Regions from separate parts of the Sus scrofa genome. Here region 1 is linked to region 2. The links are chromatin contacts, called in public HiChIP or PLAC-seq maps. All regions are on one chromosome and are shown on one strand. The core of a region is the stretch at or near the end of the contact, and the rest is flanking DNA. Distances in the headings are between cores, read along the strand shown. Region 1 holds the start of LIN52 (lin-52 DREAM MuvB core complex component). Region 2 holds the start of NUMB (protein numb homolog).

What was found. HiChIP or PLAC-seq counts read pairs in DNA pulled down with a chosen protein or histone mark.
Region 1: a contact with region 2 is called in an H3K27ac HiChIP or PLAC-seq map of skeletal muscle, with 4 times the contacts expected there. The contact joins the promoter of LIN52 here to the promoter of NUMB in region 2. A contact is called at or near these places in 1 of 5 promoter capture datasets (fetal liver) and 2 of 2 datasets of contacts at active chromatin or transcription factors (alveolar macrophages and skeletal muscle).

The regions. Positions count from the first base shown.
Region 1 is chr7:97,380,010-97,383,812 of Sscrofa11.1, reverse strand. It overlaps LIN52 (lin-52 DREAM MuvB core complex component), which reads right to left and starts at 1,463. Exons shown (of 6, transcript NM_001185836.1): 1 at 1,426-1,463. The coding sequence starts at 1,456. ALDH6A1 (methylmalonate-semialdehyde dehydrogenase [acylating], mitochondrial) reads left to right here and starts at 1,928. Exons shown (of 12, transcript XM_005656399.3): 1 at 1,928-2,079. The coding sequence starts at 2,032.
Region 2 is chr7:96,796,200-96,800,511 of Sscrofa11.1, reverse strand. NUMB (protein numb homolog) reads left to right here and starts at 1,822. Exons shown (of 9, transcript XM_021099490.1): 1 at 1,822-2,050.

The DNA.
Region 1 (3,803 bases), core at 214-2,713, 580 kb before region 2:
GGTAACTCCTCTTTTGACTCTTTACACCCATAATTTCCTCTGCAGTACGTACCCATGCTCAAAAAACTTAACACTCAGTTAAAACTTAAGACTAAGTAATACATTATTTATGTATATATCTAATCATTCATTCAATAAATGTGAATTGAAGACCTACTTCCTGCCAGGTACTGTGCTAAGCCCTGGGATCCAACTATGAACATGACAGTCTTGGAATTTACAAGCTAGTGTGAAAGGGGCAAAGTTAACAGAATAACTATGCTGTGGATGAGGGTACTGAGATAGAATAATGGTGAAGTGAGGCAACTCCAGAAACAGATACAGTGTTCTGGGAAAGCCTTTTTGGGAGGTGACATTTAAATGAAACTGAAAAAATATTACATGTTTGATTAATCTTTTCCTCTCCCAAAGCAATTAGAATAATAATGCCTTTCGAATAGTGGATCTCAGCATAGCTTTCCAGGCCTCAACTTCCTCATTCTTGAAATGAACTTCCAAGATTCCTTCCATACACAAAATTCCTTTGTTTGAGAGAAAACTAAGTATAAGTGAAATGGACGTGGAGATGCAAAACTGAGTTTAGAAACGACTGCAAGCATTTTGTCGAGGCAAAAACTGAGCTTAGAAATGACTGCAAGACCCTAACCCTAAAGCAGAACGGAGCGCAAAACCCTGTGGATATACCAAAACCACTTAATTGCTACCTCAGATGACTTGCTTCTTATACAACATATAAGCAGAAATCATTCATTCACTCAGCCTTAGGAAACAACACATAACATAGAAGAAAGACGCTGAGTGAATGAATGTGCATGACTACACTAAAAAGCTCAATTGTCATTTTCCTAGGGACTCTCACTGAGAGGGACCAAGAGGGGTCTCCTGCTTCCCTTGCTGCCAGAACAACGGTCCCAATCCGAGGAGGGAGGAGAGAATCACATTTTCCTTGCGGTTCAATCCCGAGATTAGGTCTGCCACCAACCCTAGCTAGCGTGAGAGAATCGTTCCAGATGCTCAAAGAGAATCGAACCTTCAAAGGGGCGCCCTGAGAAAGAGAAAGCTACACTGAGACACCTCCTTTACCCCAGCAGTATCTCCTCCTTGGCCCTCAGCCTCACTCAAATGCGGCTAAAGGAGGACCAGAGAGGCCCTCCTTGTTTTGCCCGGAATGGGTCCCAATCGGGTGCCCTACTCCATCCGCCTGGCACACTGCAAAGAAACTGGGCACCTCCGGAGCCTCTGTGAAGAACCAGCGAGCTGAAGACGCACCCACATACCGTGGGAAAGTAAAAGGGAAAGGCGAGAAGGCCACGAAAAAGGTGTAAGTTAGAGGGGCAGACGGAGAGATTCTCTCTGAGCATCTGTAAGTTCCCAGGAGAACAGAGAAGGAGGTCGCAAGCGAAGGGTCTATAAGCCGGCTCTTACCGTCTGTGGGAGACGCCATCTTCCAACCCATGTCACGTGACGTTGCCAACCGTCGGCGGGAAAGCTAGGGTCCATAAGCCACGCCCCCAGAGAGAAACCCTATTCCCCAACCCTCTGTCCTGTCTCGTTTCCCCGCCCCATAGGGTAATCTTCCGTAGCCCCGCCCCCAGGGCTAGCCACACCCCCTCGCGCTGTGGATGTGCTGGCGCTGCTGAAAATTCTTGCAGAGTCCTATTTACTTTCCTCAGTGAGTGGGTGGGGCTGCGGCCATGCCTGTGGCCAATCGGAGTTCCGAATTCGGGGGCGTCTTCCTCGTGCTCTCAATATAGAGTATCCAAGTCAGGGGCGTCTTCCCCACCTCCGCCAGCAGAATTTGTTGAGGCGGGAGGAGGCGAGAGCTCTATCACTTCTGACCAATCGCATACGCCCAGAACTGGGCACTGAGGGCGTGGAGTCAGTGTTAAGGCGTGTGATTGGCTAGGGGAAATAGTCCTCTCCACCAATGAAGAGGTTCGGCAGGATGGAGGGGCAAGGCCTAGCAGCAGTAGTGTTTCTGGACAGTCTCACAGAAAGGCGTGGGGGGCTGAGAAGAGGCAACCGAGAACCATGGCGGCGGTGCTGGCTGCGGCGGCAGTGCGGGCCCGGATCCTGCAGGCGAGTGAGGGTGGCGCCAAGGGTTCATGAAACTAGGAATTCAGTCCTTTCCATCCGCTTTGTGAACCAACCCCCCCTTGGCCGACCCTCCTATTCCCATCGGACCTGAGCGGCCCTGTCCCACATCTCACTCGGTATCCACTTGCGTTGGATCCAGCCCTGGACTATTACCCGTGGCCTTTTTATTCTTGAGCCTACCCCTTTCAGGCTTTAGACCATTCTCCTCCTCCAGCCGTGCCCGGTCCCTGCCCTCACCTCTGTAGGTCTGCCCACCGTCTTTCCCTTTCACCTCTGCACCAACCACCTCTCTGCTCCAGAAGCTCCTTTTCTGGTCGCCTTTCTTGGCATTCTCTGGGAGCGTCCAAATTGTTCCCTTCCCCAACCCTACTTCACTCTATAACCCGAGGTAAAGGCGTGGGCGGAGGGGAGGAGGAGGAAGGACTTGAGGGGTGAGGGTCAGTGAGTGAACTTTGAGTCTCCTTCTAGAAGTGCACACTAAGCTTTCCCTCAAAGCAGCCATTTGCTGAGCTATCTTCCCCAGCTTTGGCTCTGTATTTTCTTTTTTTCTTTTCTTTTTTTTGTCTTTTTGCCTTTTCTGGGGCCGCACCCGCGGCATATGGAGGTTCCCAGGCTGGGGGTCTAATCGGAGCGGTCTTCGCCGCCCTACGCCAGAGCCACAGCAACGCTAGATCCGAGCCCCCTCTGCGACCTACACCACAGCTCACGGCCACGCCGGATCCTTAACCCACTGAGCAAGGCCAGGGATCAAACCCACAACCTCATGGTTCCTAGTCGGATTCATTAACCACTGAGCCACGACGGGAACTCCGTGGTTCTGTATTTTCCACAAGCTAGGCTGTCCTCTTGGCTTGCTGAGACTTTGAGTTTAACTTTTGCTCAGCCAAGTTAGTGTTTATGTTGGCGGTGAATAAGGACACATAGTTAATGCTACCCGGTTTGTTCCAAGCACATGCAAAGGACTAAACACCTCTGAAACAAGTGGCAGAAAATAAAAGCCAAGGAAAACAGGTGTAACGTTCTAAGTTCCCACTCCAAAATCACCTTAGTGTGACTCAGTTCTGCCCTCAGAGGTGGGGCTGGGAGTGGAGGTGGAGGGACCAGGTCCTCTCTGAAGCCAGCCTAAGGGCAGACAGTAGATAGAGCTACAGGAGCTGCCTGCCTGAGACCTGTGATTTCCAACTATTCATACATAGCTTTTCCTATGTTGTCCACAGCCTAGCAAGGACTTGGATTTTGAGGTGAGATTTGCCACAGGCAACATTCAGGAATCTGCAAAAAACAACGTTGCTTTTCTTACTCATTATATCAAACCTAAGAAAGTCTTCCTCTATACTACTGGACTTTTAGATAGTATTCACCAGATTTCAGTGAGTTCTACTGCAGAGACTATGCATTTTAAAGATTCTTAGCAGAGTCAGCAAAAGTTCCTGTTTAAATATGCTATTTAATGGGACAGTGTGAAGAAAGGGTTGGAAGGGTTTGTCAAGTGATCTGGTTTCACGCATATTTATTTTTCTTTTTTCTTTTTTTTTTTTTTTTTCAATGGCCACACCCTTGGCTGTTGAAGTTCCCAGTCAAGGGATTGAGAGTTTTAACCAAGCCATAGAAGCAGCAATGCTGGATCCTTGAAACCACTGTGCCAGGATTGAACCCATTCCTCAAAGCAAACCTAGTTGCTGCAGTTGGATTCTCAACCCTGTGCA
Region 2 (4,312 bases), core at 573-3,072:
TCCTATGACGTTATTGTTTCCTATCTGCCAGAACATTAATTGCCTTCAACTTGCCCTAAAATTGGTAGGTAGGTAGGGCACACTGCCAAGACTAGAGAGAAGAAAGCTGCTGGTAATACATTAAAAAGCTGTGTAAGGGACATACCGATATCTCCTTCTTACTGGAGCATCTTCACATTTACATGTTACTTCTTTTATTATGGGATGTTAGTTCAGGCTTTTGTTAAGCCTTGGACTCCATCTTATCCTGGTCAATGTGTGATCTTTCCCTCAACTGGGTGATTCAGACATCACTAAAGTTATTTTGGCTTTTCCACTTTCCTTTTACAGGCTTTTTATGAGTCATTGAATTGAAGGGGAGGTTATTTCTAAATTGGAAGGTGAAGATGAGAGAAGGGGGAGGAAAGTTCCGGAAAATAACTAGGAAAAGACATCTTATTGTTACGTAGAGTTGCTGGAGGAATAATTTCCTCTTAGTTTGGTGATGGAAGTATGTAGTTTATTTAAACGTGACTAAAAATATATGTTAGAAAATAGACAATTTTGAGGGAGATAACAAACCATGCAGTTTTAGACTTCTTATTGCTTGCTGGCAAAGGAAAGAAGGGTAAATAGAAGAAATATGGAACAAAGAGTTAGCAGGAAGAAGTAAGGAGCAAAGTCCAGATTCTTGGTTCCACAGCAAGTCCCCAACCATAAAGTGCTGTTTAAGAGGGAAGTACATCCTCAACCTGTTCCAGTCCATCCTTGAGTATGTTTCATGACCCATGGGGTTTATGTTATAGGTGGAATTGTGAGGAGGGTACATTTAAATCTGATTTAGAAACTGAAAGGGTAATTAGGTGAGCATTTTGTTATTTATGAACAGGCAGAGTGGGCAGAAATGAAAAAGAAAAGCAAAAAGCTAATGGTGGATATATTTCTAGGAGTACAAGAGTTTTTATAGCAACACCAGATTTCTCAAAAGTGCCTACTGTGATTTGTACCCAAATGAATAAAAAATGCAATCATTTATTCTTGTACATTGTGCCATGTGAGAAAAGAACTGCAATTCATTCAATGGTCTTAATTTAGACTGCTGGGAAGAGAGGTTCAGAAAAAAAGACAAGCTTTTAAAGTATCTGACACACATCTAGTAGGGCTATTTAAGAACTGCTGAGCATAGAAAGCAAGTTACGGGGAGCTGAATTCTCCTTTTCAGAGCATCACAAGGGTAAAATGTGGCCCATATAGTCCAAACTTGCTGATGGTTGCCTGGTCCCTTGCAGGAGACATCCAGCGCTGCGTCTGAAAGCTGCAGAACTCTCAACATACCACTTCAATTCATTAACGACGTTTATAACTGCAACCAAAGTGGACTAACTTCAGTGGTGGTTCTTTGCCCTTTAGCATGGAGATGAACTTTAAGGTAACTGAGCACCTTAGGACTTCAAGCGAAGAGGAGGAAATTTTCATCTACGTGCTTTTCTTTCAAGAAGCCGCTAATGAGTCTTTAAACGCCAACTCTGATGTTGCTGTTGGTAAGTACTGCCCTCTGGGTGAGCAGGCAGTGGTAAGTTTCTCCTTACAGAGAGGAAGTTGGAGAAAGGGATGTTTACAGAGTCAATTTTACAACAAAGAGTTAACCTTTCCCCTCCGACAATAAGCGCCTGCCCCTTCCTTGCTTTCTACTGCGCAACCAAACTGCCCAAGCTCGAACCAACAGTCGCCGCCACATCCCTTGCAGGTTGATTTAATAGACACTTTCTGCAGCCTATCAGGATTTCGAACTGCCCAACCGTCAACCAATTACAACTAAAGCTGGGCTTGGGACGGTCCAGGTCCGGGAGGGGGCTAATACCGGGTCCAGGAAAAGGGGCGGTAAGGAAGCTATGACGGACGGGTAAACTAAGCCAATAAGAGCAGAGAGCTGTATCACCACTATCCAATGGAGAGGTAGGAAGTGTGAAACGGGGTGGGCCTGTTGTCATGGGGGAGGTGGTGGCGCTTGGTGGCTGCCGGCGGCCGAGGTAGAGGCAGTGGCGCTGGAGTTGGTCGAGGATAGCGGCAGGTGAGTGCCTGTAACGCGGGCCTGAAGGCTGAGGGCCATCTCCGAGCGAAAACTCCAGCTCGGTCATCCGGAGGCGGAGGCCTGCGGAAGGGGGCCTGGGCTGCAGGCCGGGTCGGGCCCGGGCCGGGGCCAGGGCGGGGGCGGTGGCCGCGAGTTCGCGCTGACTGGGCTAGTGCGAGAACCGCCCGGCTCCCGGCGGCGGAGTTCGCGCTGGCAAGGTAGGCTGGGGCCGGACTCAAGCGAGTTGGGCCGGGAGCTTCCTTGGGACGCCCAGCCAGCCGCTCGGGTCTGGGGCACTGACTGGCTGCGGGTGTGTGAGGGGTAGGTCCGTAGGGAGACGGGAGCGACTGGGCTCCTAGAGAGGGGATGGCGGGTTACGACTTGGTCCGAGGGCAGGGTGACTCGGGAATACCCAGGACAGCTTCGGAGCGAGGAAAAAGTGGAAACAGGGAATCCCGGGAGCGGCCCGAGCGGAGAAAGCCGGGGAGGGGCTCGGGGGGCCGTAGACTGGGAGTGGCTTGGGTTCGAGAGAGAAGAGAGACCGAGGGAGGTCGGGGTCCAGGGTACTGGGAGCAGCCGGGGTCGGAGAAAGGGCGTCTAGGAAAGACAGGGAGGGGGCTGAGCACCCTCCTGAGAAGGGCGGCTGTCCGAGGGAGAAGCGCTCTTGGACTGTTACGGATCTTCGGAGGGTCTGACCCATGGAGATCTTGAACAAGTTAGGAACCGGAGCGCCCTGCCCCCCACCGCTGGTCTGGGATGGAAGATCCTAGATCAGACTGGGAACTCCTGGGTCTGAGGATCCACAAGAGATCAGGGGAAAAAAAATCCTCATGGGGGTAGCTTGGGTTTGACGTCAGGGTGAGGGGTCTAGCTGAGGAGTGGAAGTTCTCTCAGCTGGAGTTAAATCAAGGAAAATGATACGGGTAGGCGGGGAAAAGTAGTTTCCTTGTAGGAAGGGAGTAGAAGATAGGGCGTAGTAGGAAGGAGCCAGAAAGTTGCCCAGGAAGCGTGGTCTTGTGGAAACTGGCCAGAACCGTAGATATGAGAAATTAACATAGGGCCCTTAATAGGTTGTAAGGACCTAAGAAATAGAAGTTTCAGCTTCACAATACTAAGATGCCATCTAGGATCAGAGAAAGTGTTTTAAGAGCAAGGTTGTGACTCGCATTCCATTGCTTTAGAAATTTGTTTTAGGACGACAGCAATAATGCTAGAAAATAAGGACGTTGGCAGGATGGGAGATTTGAATGGGAAAAGGAGTAGCCGAGATAAAGGAGTAGGACTGCGGACTTGATCAGCAAGAGGAGGGGCATGAAGAGGACAGACTTACTTATGTCAATTTAAAAATAAGTTTGAATTCTAGTTCCACCACCTAGCTTCGACAACTTAACCTCTCTCTGTGCTGAAGTTTCATCTGTATAATAGAGTTCCTACTTTTAAGGGTTGTTTTCTCATGTGAGTTAATGTTTTGTGGAACTTTTAGGCTGATGACTGGCACAGAGTAAGCACTGTGTACTGGATTATCAAATGTGTAGAAGATAAAGGAAGACCTGAATTCCTTAATGCGGTTGTTCTCAAACTTTGATTTGCACCAGAATCACCTGGAGGACTTGTTAAACAGCAGTCTGCTAGCTCTACTGATTCAGTTAGGGCTGGGTTTGGGTCTGAGAATTTGCATTTATCTCAGGTGATGCTTGTATTGGTCAGGGGACCACACTTCAAGAACCTCTTGCTTTTTTGAAAAGAGTAATAATACCAACCTTAAAATACCTGTCTGCCCTGCTAGGGATGAGTAGAAGCAACTTGCAAAAGAAAAAACCCAAAAACCTAATATAAGAGAAACCCTGTCCTAAGTCTATGTTTTTCAAACTGTAGATTATGATTCATTAGTAATTTATAAAATCAATTTAGTGGTCTTACCACCAGTTTTGAAAATGAAATTAAATAGAAAAGAATTGACTAGCATTTCACATGGTAATGGAAAATATTGTTTTGGGAAATTTAGTTCACACATGTGTACTAGATCAGAATGTAAAATGTATTTCTCATAGTCAAAAGAGATATAAAAAACTCTTTTTGCCATGCATTGGAACCCTTCAGTAGGAGCATTCAGGGACTGGGTTTATTATTTATTTTTTGTTTTGTGGTAATTCTTCTCAGGTGGTGATACATTCTATCAGGTTTCTTCAGTTTCTGATCTGGTTTCTCCTGTGTTTGCCTTATCACATATGGTGTTGTGCTTCTTTTAGATATTGAGGCTCT